Linked DNA regions of Anser cygnoides: region 2 is linked to region 1. A link is a contact called in public Hi-C data. All regions are on one chromosome and are shown on one strand. The core of a region is the stretch at or near the end of the contact, and the rest is flanking DNA. Distances in the headings are between cores, read along the strand shown.

Region 1 (4,527 bases), core at 1,790-4,289:
CTCCCCTGCTAAATTCAATGAAAAACATTAATTAATTGAACAATGTCCCAAAAATGCACATATGTATATGTGTACATGTGTGTATACATATACGTACCTATGGATATATATTTTTTTTCCATATGCATGTGTATATAAGTGCAGATTGACCTTAGAGGAAAGCAGGTCCTTTTAAAATGGTATGATGATAGTTACACAATGGCCTTCTTTGTTTCTCCAGAGTTATGAATATGTCAACTTCCTAAAAACACAAAAAATAATTAAGATGATCCTTTAAAAATCAAAAAAAAAAAGGAAAGAAAAAAAATACAGAAGTGCCTAAACCCTGATCCTCCTTAATGGCAATTCTAAACCTCATCAAAGATAAATCAATCTGCAACAGTGGCAGGCAGCTACTTAAGGCCAGCGGATGGGGCCAGAGCCATGGTAAGTGCAGGACTGTAGCTGTCACATTGCCAGTCACTGCATTTCCATGCTCAGGACTGCACCATTTCTTGTGAGCAAGACTGCCATCAGTTTGACTCTTCATCTCTTTATCACCATTTGACATCTTCTTGTACATAGTTCTCAATTATTCCCCCTGCATTTGTGCATTATTTTAAGAGCTTTGTTTTGATTTTATTTTAAGTTTGAATCCAAAGATTCATTGGAAATTCCCTATGACAAGAGCCAGAACATGAGCAGGATGAATGGCTATCTGAAGTGCATATGATGGTGTCTCCTCCCTGACTGGATAACTTCTCTTTAATAAGACATAAGACATAGTTAAAGTGTGCCATCAAGCCAGGACAAAGCTACCTGAGCTAATATTGCTCTAATATGAAATTTCCTTTGGTGCAGCATAGTTCTGTGCTTCATCTGAAAGAAGAAAAACAGAATCAATGCCACACAACTTGGTTTACCTGCTAATCCCAAACCAACACAGCACTGACTTTGCTCTGGGAAGCTACCTTGGACTCCACCGCTTCAGCTGTACCTGCACTATGGTCTGGCTTGGGGTGTGAGCATATATTTCTGTACTATCAAATTGTCTCCACTCAGATGTCATTCAGGAGTTTTATTTCCTTTCAAAAAGAAAAATTGTCGTTACTACTGCAATTTGTTCCCTTTGTGTGACACCTACAGGAGCAGGTTCAGCTGGCCAGCGGCTGGCTGTCACTGCAAGAGGTCAGCGTCGCTCTTCACCCCGCAGCTGAGCACCACCAGGACAGGACGTGATCGTTTCCTCTGTGACCACAGGACTCAGTGCTTGGACACTGGAGTCAAGGTGTGAACTTCACAGAGAGTTGTGTAGGTTTCTGCTCTGTGCAGACACAGCTTTTTGGTTGTTCTTTTTCACGTAACTACAGGCCCTACCAACTGCAATTTGATACTAGAGTACAGGGAAATTGTAAACATGGAGATGCATTTTTCTACTACTTTTCTGTGGCGTATCTCTCACTCACATTCTGTTGTCATCTACATTTTCTACACTCTGTTTTCACAACTCATTTTCACCTTCCCACATGAAGGATATCTCCGGCAGGGGACATTTATATTGTAAGTAACCTAAACATTTCAGTTTGTGCTTACTGAAACTGGCAGTAGTCTTTGAGCAATGGAGAAATGCAGGCCCCTGCATGGTCTTGAAAACACAACGTATTGTACACAGTCCTACATGCCCTTAAACTCCCCACAGACACAATCCTGCTATTCTCTACTTTCCCAGTTGCTCATAAAACTTAACCTTCTATTCTCTTCCTCAGAAAAGGCTTGAAATGTAAATGAAGGGCTGGAAAAGAGCTGAGGTCTGTCTGCACGATTCAGTGGTAGCTTCAAGGAAGAGAGCTGTCCTATTTTAAGATAGGAGAGAAGCAAAAATGTTGCTTAGTCTTGCCACCTGTTTTGATCAGGGAAGCAGCTTTGATTCTATTGTGGCACTACTTTGCATGTTTCCCTTTGAATTGAAAAAAAAAAAAAAAAAGCAAGTAGGGAAAGACCTAAAACAGGTTTGGGCTCAGCAGTGAGAAAGGCTGCTGGGGAAATCCAGTAACTTACAATGTATGTTTAACAAAAAGGATTCTACTTAAGAAAAAGAGAAGTTGCTGTACTCTGCTTGGGCACTTCCCTGAGGACCCCAAACAAACCATGGCAGATGAAATGCAGACTCATGTATGAGACTCAGTAGATGGCACTCCTCCCCCTGAGCCAACGAAAGGGCTCAGCTTTGGATCAGAAGCTGATCTTTCAAAGGGAACAGGGTGAAATCTCTTCTATAAGATACAGAATTCAATGTATAAGTACGAATACAAATATTTGACTTGTAAATATCTGTAAAACTTAAACAGTCTCGGACCCAGCTTGCTCAGAGATTACCCCTCTCTGTATGTCCTACTGTGACTGATTGCTCCTAATTCCAGACATGGCAGTTGTGGTAACAGATGCTATGGGTCATGGCACAAACCAGAGAAGCAGACATCAGGCCATTGCAATATGAAATTGCCTTGGAGTATGAGAGGAGTCTGTCCAATCCTCCTGCGTTCACGGGATGGGACAAATGCTCTTCTTTAGTTGCCCTGCTTGGAAATTTTCTGTTTGAAAATATAAAATCATCCACTTGTTCTACCTAGGACATGATTGAAATACGTGGATAGATAATTCCTATATCTGTACAGAATTGGTAAATTCTTCTATGATCTTTCAAATATAAGTAGTTGCTTATTAGGGTATACAGAGAAAATAAAACATTAAAAGCTAGCTAAATCAGTCCCAATGCCAATAACATTAATTTACACTGCAGTTCCTTCATCATGGATTTTCCATATATTTTATTCTACAGAACAACATTTTCTTAATACTTGCTGAAGCACTTACCAATCCAAAACCGCATACCTCTATACTATCTTCCAAATCAGAGTTTAGAAGTAAATTGCAAAGTGAAATGACAACTAATCAGAAGAGAGAAAAGTAAGACGATCTAGAAAATAAAGAAGTGTTGGAACAGATATTAGAATTTTCCATTGCAAATTATCACCACTAACCGGCTGTCTGGGAAACACTCCAACCTGATGTTGGGTTCTCTTTGATAACGTGGTGTTTCTAAGCAACATTTCTAGTCAGCCCATGTGTATGAGTGGTCAGCCACTGCTCCGCAACTTCAAAACATGAATTTCTTTTGTTAGATGCAGATCCAATTTGCTATTTGGTTTTTATACGAAAAATGCAGCAGGCGTTTTAAGATACAGTTTAAAAAAAAAAAAAAAAGAAGCAGTGCTAAATATTGTAACACATTTCAACACATATAGCTGTGTGACTAATTTATTCAATACTACATTAATGAACCCCTTTTTTTTTGTTCTTAAACTAAGCAGATGGGTATTCAGGTAGCATGTGTTAAAGTTGTCAAGAATTTATGTTCTAATTCCATTCACATAAGCAGCCAAAGGCATTTCTTACATAAGAATGACAGTGATAACAATTAGCTGGTCTCTTCACTCAATATGTTTCTACTATAATCCCAGATGAAAAATTTTTCAGGATTTGGATCTGCTGAGCTAGAATTTCTAAAGTTCATTCCTTTCAAACCTTGTATGTGAAAAAGATGTGAATTCCACTCCCTCAGAGTCCATGGGCTGCCCATCCAGCTTGGATCTATGCTTTGCACAAGTTCAAATACAAGGTGTATATAATGATTACATAACTCATAATTGAATCGGGAAGTTGTTCCTATCTCACACAAAAATAATTTTAGTTTGATATGTAGAGATTCATATCCTTGATAAATAAAGGAGAAGAATGATCCCGTGAAGTGAGAGGTACCAGTTGTACAACAGACAGGATCTCTCACGCTGGTGGTACTGGATCCATTCTTGGCTGATGGACATTGAGCTACACAAAGTCCTGCAGACTGGTGGCAGAGAAGTGGATATGGTGGAGCCACAGGAGATCAATGTGTTCAGTGAAGTTAGGTACCATTTTCCGAGGCTGTGCTTGCATCTCAATGAGTCTGACTTCAGATCGCTGGCAAAGACAGTTGCATTCCGTGCTTAGGCAGAAAATATTTTAGATTTCTATAAAATCATCCTATCAAAATGAATATATTTTATCAACTCAGATCTGGAATATATGCATCCTACTAGTGCTAATTATAATGAGACATATGGTTAAACAGCACTTCAGATTGAGACAGTTTGGGGAATTTCTCTACCTATGATTTCTTTCTGACACTGGAATCTTTCTTATGGACATCTGTCAGTATGCAAGTTCCAGCAGGAATGTGGCACACTCGGTTCCTTCTTCCAATCCTGTGCTTCCATATTGACATAAAACCCACAGTAGGTGACAGAAAAGTTGCTTGCACCTGGCTCTTGGATAAAAATAGTGAGCCATTAAATTTTGATGATCCTCCATTTAAATGGAGCGCATTTGGATAAAAGATGGCAACTATCCAGAGCAAACGGTTATTTCAAGTGTGATTCCCAGGAAAGATAATAATTGAACTACAGATTAGTTACTGAGAAATAGATCATCTGATAAACCTTATCTAAC
Region 2 (3,931 bases), core at 1,336-3,835, 290 kb after region 1:
GGCGGTGGAGCAGGGGGAACGAGGACGGCCTGCCGCTGGCATGGCACGGAGCAGGGCACTGAGGCAGGGGAAAAAGCAGAATTTAATTAAAAAAAAAAAAAAAAAGAATCCCTTCCCCCAAGGCAGCTGCAGAGTGCAATGAAACCCCCTTTTAGGCACAATCAGCCCCGAGCATCTGGGCAAGGATGAGGTGGGTGCAAAGTGCACGGGGAGGAAATGTGTCAGCTGCAGCATCTGAGAGCAGCAGAGCAAACTCAGAGACGGGAAATGAGCTTGCAAAGTGCACCCAACAAGATGATCGCGGGGATAAGTTGCTTCTATGGAAACTGCAGCCCGATGAACCAAAAAACAGTTTGATGGCAAAGTTTTAGCAGGAGCCGGCTCACGCCTGGTTTCAGCTACATTCCCCACCCCCTAAAAAAAAAAAAAAAAAAAGGAGAAAAAAGCTGCACAATGTGTTTCTTGTTATGGACGAAAAAAAAAAAATGGGGACACAGGTTTTTTCCTGTATGGGCTACATCATATTAAGCTGTAAGTTTAGTTCTGGACAAACAATCTCTTGTTGCATCTCTGGGATGGAGGTTAATGAATTCCCACAGATGATGTTGGCCAAACAGTGGTCGGCTTGTGACTTGATTTCCAGCATCATGATGTGAGGGGATCAGTATAGAAAAGCACTTTGAAGGGAAGAGGCTGCCTACAGCAGGATTGTTTCTACAAGCTAATTGTACTGAGTGCAGCTGCACAAAGCTGGATCAACAGTAATAGAAGGCGGCGCAGACTTCCTGACGCCAGCCCCGCAGAGCTCCCACCAACAGCCTGGCAATTCCAGATTGTTTTCCAGACCTTATCTCTCCCCCAAGTTTTTTTTTTTTTTTCTTTTGCCTTTTTTTTTTTTTTTTTAATTTTGTGACCGGAACAAAAGTAACAGGAAAATCCTTTGTGAAAGTAGAAAACGCTGTTACAGACCGGTGCGTTTCGCAGAAGTTGTAACTAAATATTTCGCATGCAGAGACTCTCTTCCCCTCCCGCTCAAAAGGAATAAAGGGGGGGGGGGGAAGAAAAAAACACACACCAAACTTCTTAAAACTCCTTTCTTTTGAATGAATTCGAAACGTGAGGCGAACAAAAGGCACCGGGCAGCCGGGAGCAGCGGGCTTTGGCGAGGTGTTTCACCTGGCGCGTCGCAAAGCCCCGCACCAAAACCTACGCGGTGGTGTCAATGACTTGGGAAGGGGCCAAGTTTGACGGATTTTTTTCTCTTTTTTTCAAGTCCAGTTTGAGGCAATTAAATCCATTTGCGTTTATTCCTCGATAAATAAATGTCACTAACAGCGACGGGGCACAAGGGCAGTGCTCCCCCCCTCCTCTCTCTCTCTCTCCCCCCGCCATTTCCCTCAGGCGCCCCAAAACTCGAGCGGGCTGACGGAGGGGGGGGGGGGGGGGGCGCGTTTTTTTACCTCACAAAAAAACCCCAAAGCCCCTCCGGAGCCCCCAACCCCCTCAGCAGCCCCCCCCCCCCCCTTCCCGAGGCGGGCCGTGAGGCGTCCGGCTTCGGCTGCCCCCGCTGCAGGTGCGCCCGGGAGGGGGAAGCGGGGCCGGGCCCGCCGCCTGCCTGCCGCCTGCCTGCCGCCGCCGCGGGCGCAGCCCCGGTCGCCATGGCAGCCGCCTGAGCGGCGCCGCCGGGCCCGGGCGGCGAGGGCGGGCGGGCCGAGGGGGGGGCGGCGGCGAGGGGCTGATGTCACGGGGCTGGCGCCGCGCAGTCCCGGCCGGCCCCGGGCTGAGGGAGGGGAGGAGCGGGGCCGAGCAGCGCCGGGGCCCCCCCGGGGGGCAGGGGGACGGGTGGGGGGGGGGGGGGGAAAGGCCGCGGGGCCCCCCACGGCGGGGCCGGGCGCCCCTTGGGAAGGAGGGGGGGGGGGGGGGGAGGCGAAAAGGGGGAGCAGCGCGGGTAATTAACCGGGATGTTAATTGGCGGGGCGGCTTTGCGGGGTTGTTGGCGCCCGCCCTCCGCCCGCACAGCACCGCGCGGCCGCGCTCCATCGTTTTTGGGGCAAGTTTCGTCACTTTTGGTCGTGTGCGGCCGCCCCGCCGGAGCCGGCTTTCCCTCGGGTGCTGCTGAGCGTGAGTACGGGGAAGGAAAACGCGAAGGATCTCAGCTTAAAACCCTGAGATAAACCCTCCAGTTAAACAAAAATAAGTAATTTATTGCTTTATTCTTTCACTGACGTCCCACTGGCTGCTGCCACCGGCAGCAGCCCCCAGGAGCGGGCGGGAGGCAGCTCCCTCACGGCCTCCCCCAGCCCGGCTCTAACGGTCCCAACAGCCGCCCGGCCGCGCGCAGCCCCGTGCGCTCAGCCCGCCCGCCCGCCGCGCACTATTTACTCCCTCAGCTGAGCGGCCGGGCCCCGCCCCCTCAGCGCCGCCATTGGCTGGGCACGCGGAAGCCCGAGCGGCCACCCCTCCCCTTGTCGCTGCGCCCCGATTGGGCGGGTGCTCAGGTTGATGGACGGGTGCTCGGCGGCCAATGGCAGCGCGCGCGGGCCGGGCGCGGCGGCGCGGCGCCTATAAAAGGGGGGGCCGCGCGGCCCCGCGCCTCAGAGCGAGGTGCGGCGACGTGCTGAGGGGAGGCCGGCAGGGCGCTCCGCAGGGCTTCCCCCCGTGCGTTCAAACAGCTCGCTCCGCTCCGTCCCTCTCTCTTCCCTCACCGCCTTTCAGCGATGAAAGCCTTCAGCCCCGTGAGGTCCGTGCGGAAAAACAGCCTCTCGGAGCACAACCTGGGCATCTCCCGCAGCAAAACCCCGGTGGACGACCCCATGAGCTTGCTGTACAACATGAACGACTGCTACTCCAAGCTGAAGGAGCTGGTGCCCAGCATCCCGCAGAACAAGAAGGTCAGCAAGATGGAAATCCTCCAGCACGTCATCGACTACATCCTGGACCTGCAGATCGCCTTGGACTCGCACCCCAGCATCGTCAGCCTGCACCACCAGCGGCCGGGACAGAGCCCGTCCTCCAGGACCCCGCTGACCACCCTCAACACAGACATCAGCATCCTCTCCCTACAGGTAAGCCCCTCTCCCTGCCCTCCCCGGGGGTCGTGCAGCCGGGACATCCCCACCAGAAGGCTGCCCGGGCTGCTCAGCAGGCTGACGGCGGGGTCTTGTCTCTGCTCTCTCCTTGCAGGCAGCCGAGTTCCCCTCAGAACTCATGTCAAGTGACAGCAAAGCACTTTGTGGCTGAATCCGACGGTGAGTAGAATACGCCTCATTTTCTTCATTAAAAATAATAAAAACTTCAGGTTAAAGTGGTTGGGCTTTGAATGGGATTTCCCACCCTGGCATGACTGTCACTTGCAAAACAAATAACTCCTAAAAGTTCACTTATAGTTAACTTATTATTGCCAATAATCCTCTTATTGTTACCAATAATCCTAATCCAACTGTAAAAAAAAAAAAAAAAACTAGCCTCCCCACTGAGTCTTGCAGTCCAAAGTGTATCTTGCTGCTAGGGTTCATTAAGCAGCACAGGCTGTCTGCTCTGCTACTGCTTAAAGCAAATTCTCTGGTTATCTCTTCTTGAAGTCTTAACTTCCTGGGCCAAAGTGACTGATTAAGTTGGGAATCTTGGCACAATTCCGTGAATTCTGTGATGTGGGATCGTCTGCACTATCAGTTAAATAAGTGACTGCTTTTAATCAAATAATTGCTCTAAGAGGCAGACTGGCGCCTCTGAGCATTGCGTTTGCAGAGATCTAAATAGAGATTGGGCTGAGAATCCTCTTTCTACCCTTTCCCTTGAGTGTATGTTATTTTAATGTTCAATTTGCGCTCTTGAGAGCGAGTGTGTGAGCGTGTATGTGTTGCATCTGGACGCCAGGGTTTGCCCAATCTTTGAGTGTTTGGTTAAATGTTCAAACTGTGGCTTCCTCTCT

The links. Hi-C and Micro-C count contacts between places; a contact is called where the count stands out from the background.
Region 2: a contact with region 1 is called in a Hi-C map of granulosa cells, with 1.8 times the contacts expected there. The contact joins the promoter of ID2 here to the enhancer-like site in region 1. A contact is called at or near these places in 2 of 7 Hi-C or Micro-C datasets (granulosa cells and liver).

The regions. Positions count from the first base shown.
Region 1 is chr3:105,918,097-105,922,623 of Taihu_goose_T2T_genome, forward strand. No RefSeq gene overlaps it. Among named protein-coding and RNA genes, the nearest start is that of ID2, 290 kb to the right of the region's middle. Within about 2 kb of position 3,040, at least 1 of the 3 cell types and tissues checked has open chromatin away from gene starts, as enhancers often do.
Region 2 is chr3:106,204,877-106,208,807 of Taihu_goose_T2T_genome, forward strand. ID2 (inhibitor of DNA binding 2) reads left to right here and starts at 2,586. Exons shown (of 3, transcript XM_013172597.3): 1 at 2,586-3,065; 2 at 3,184-3,248. The coding sequence starts at 2,718. The coding sequence ends at 3,240.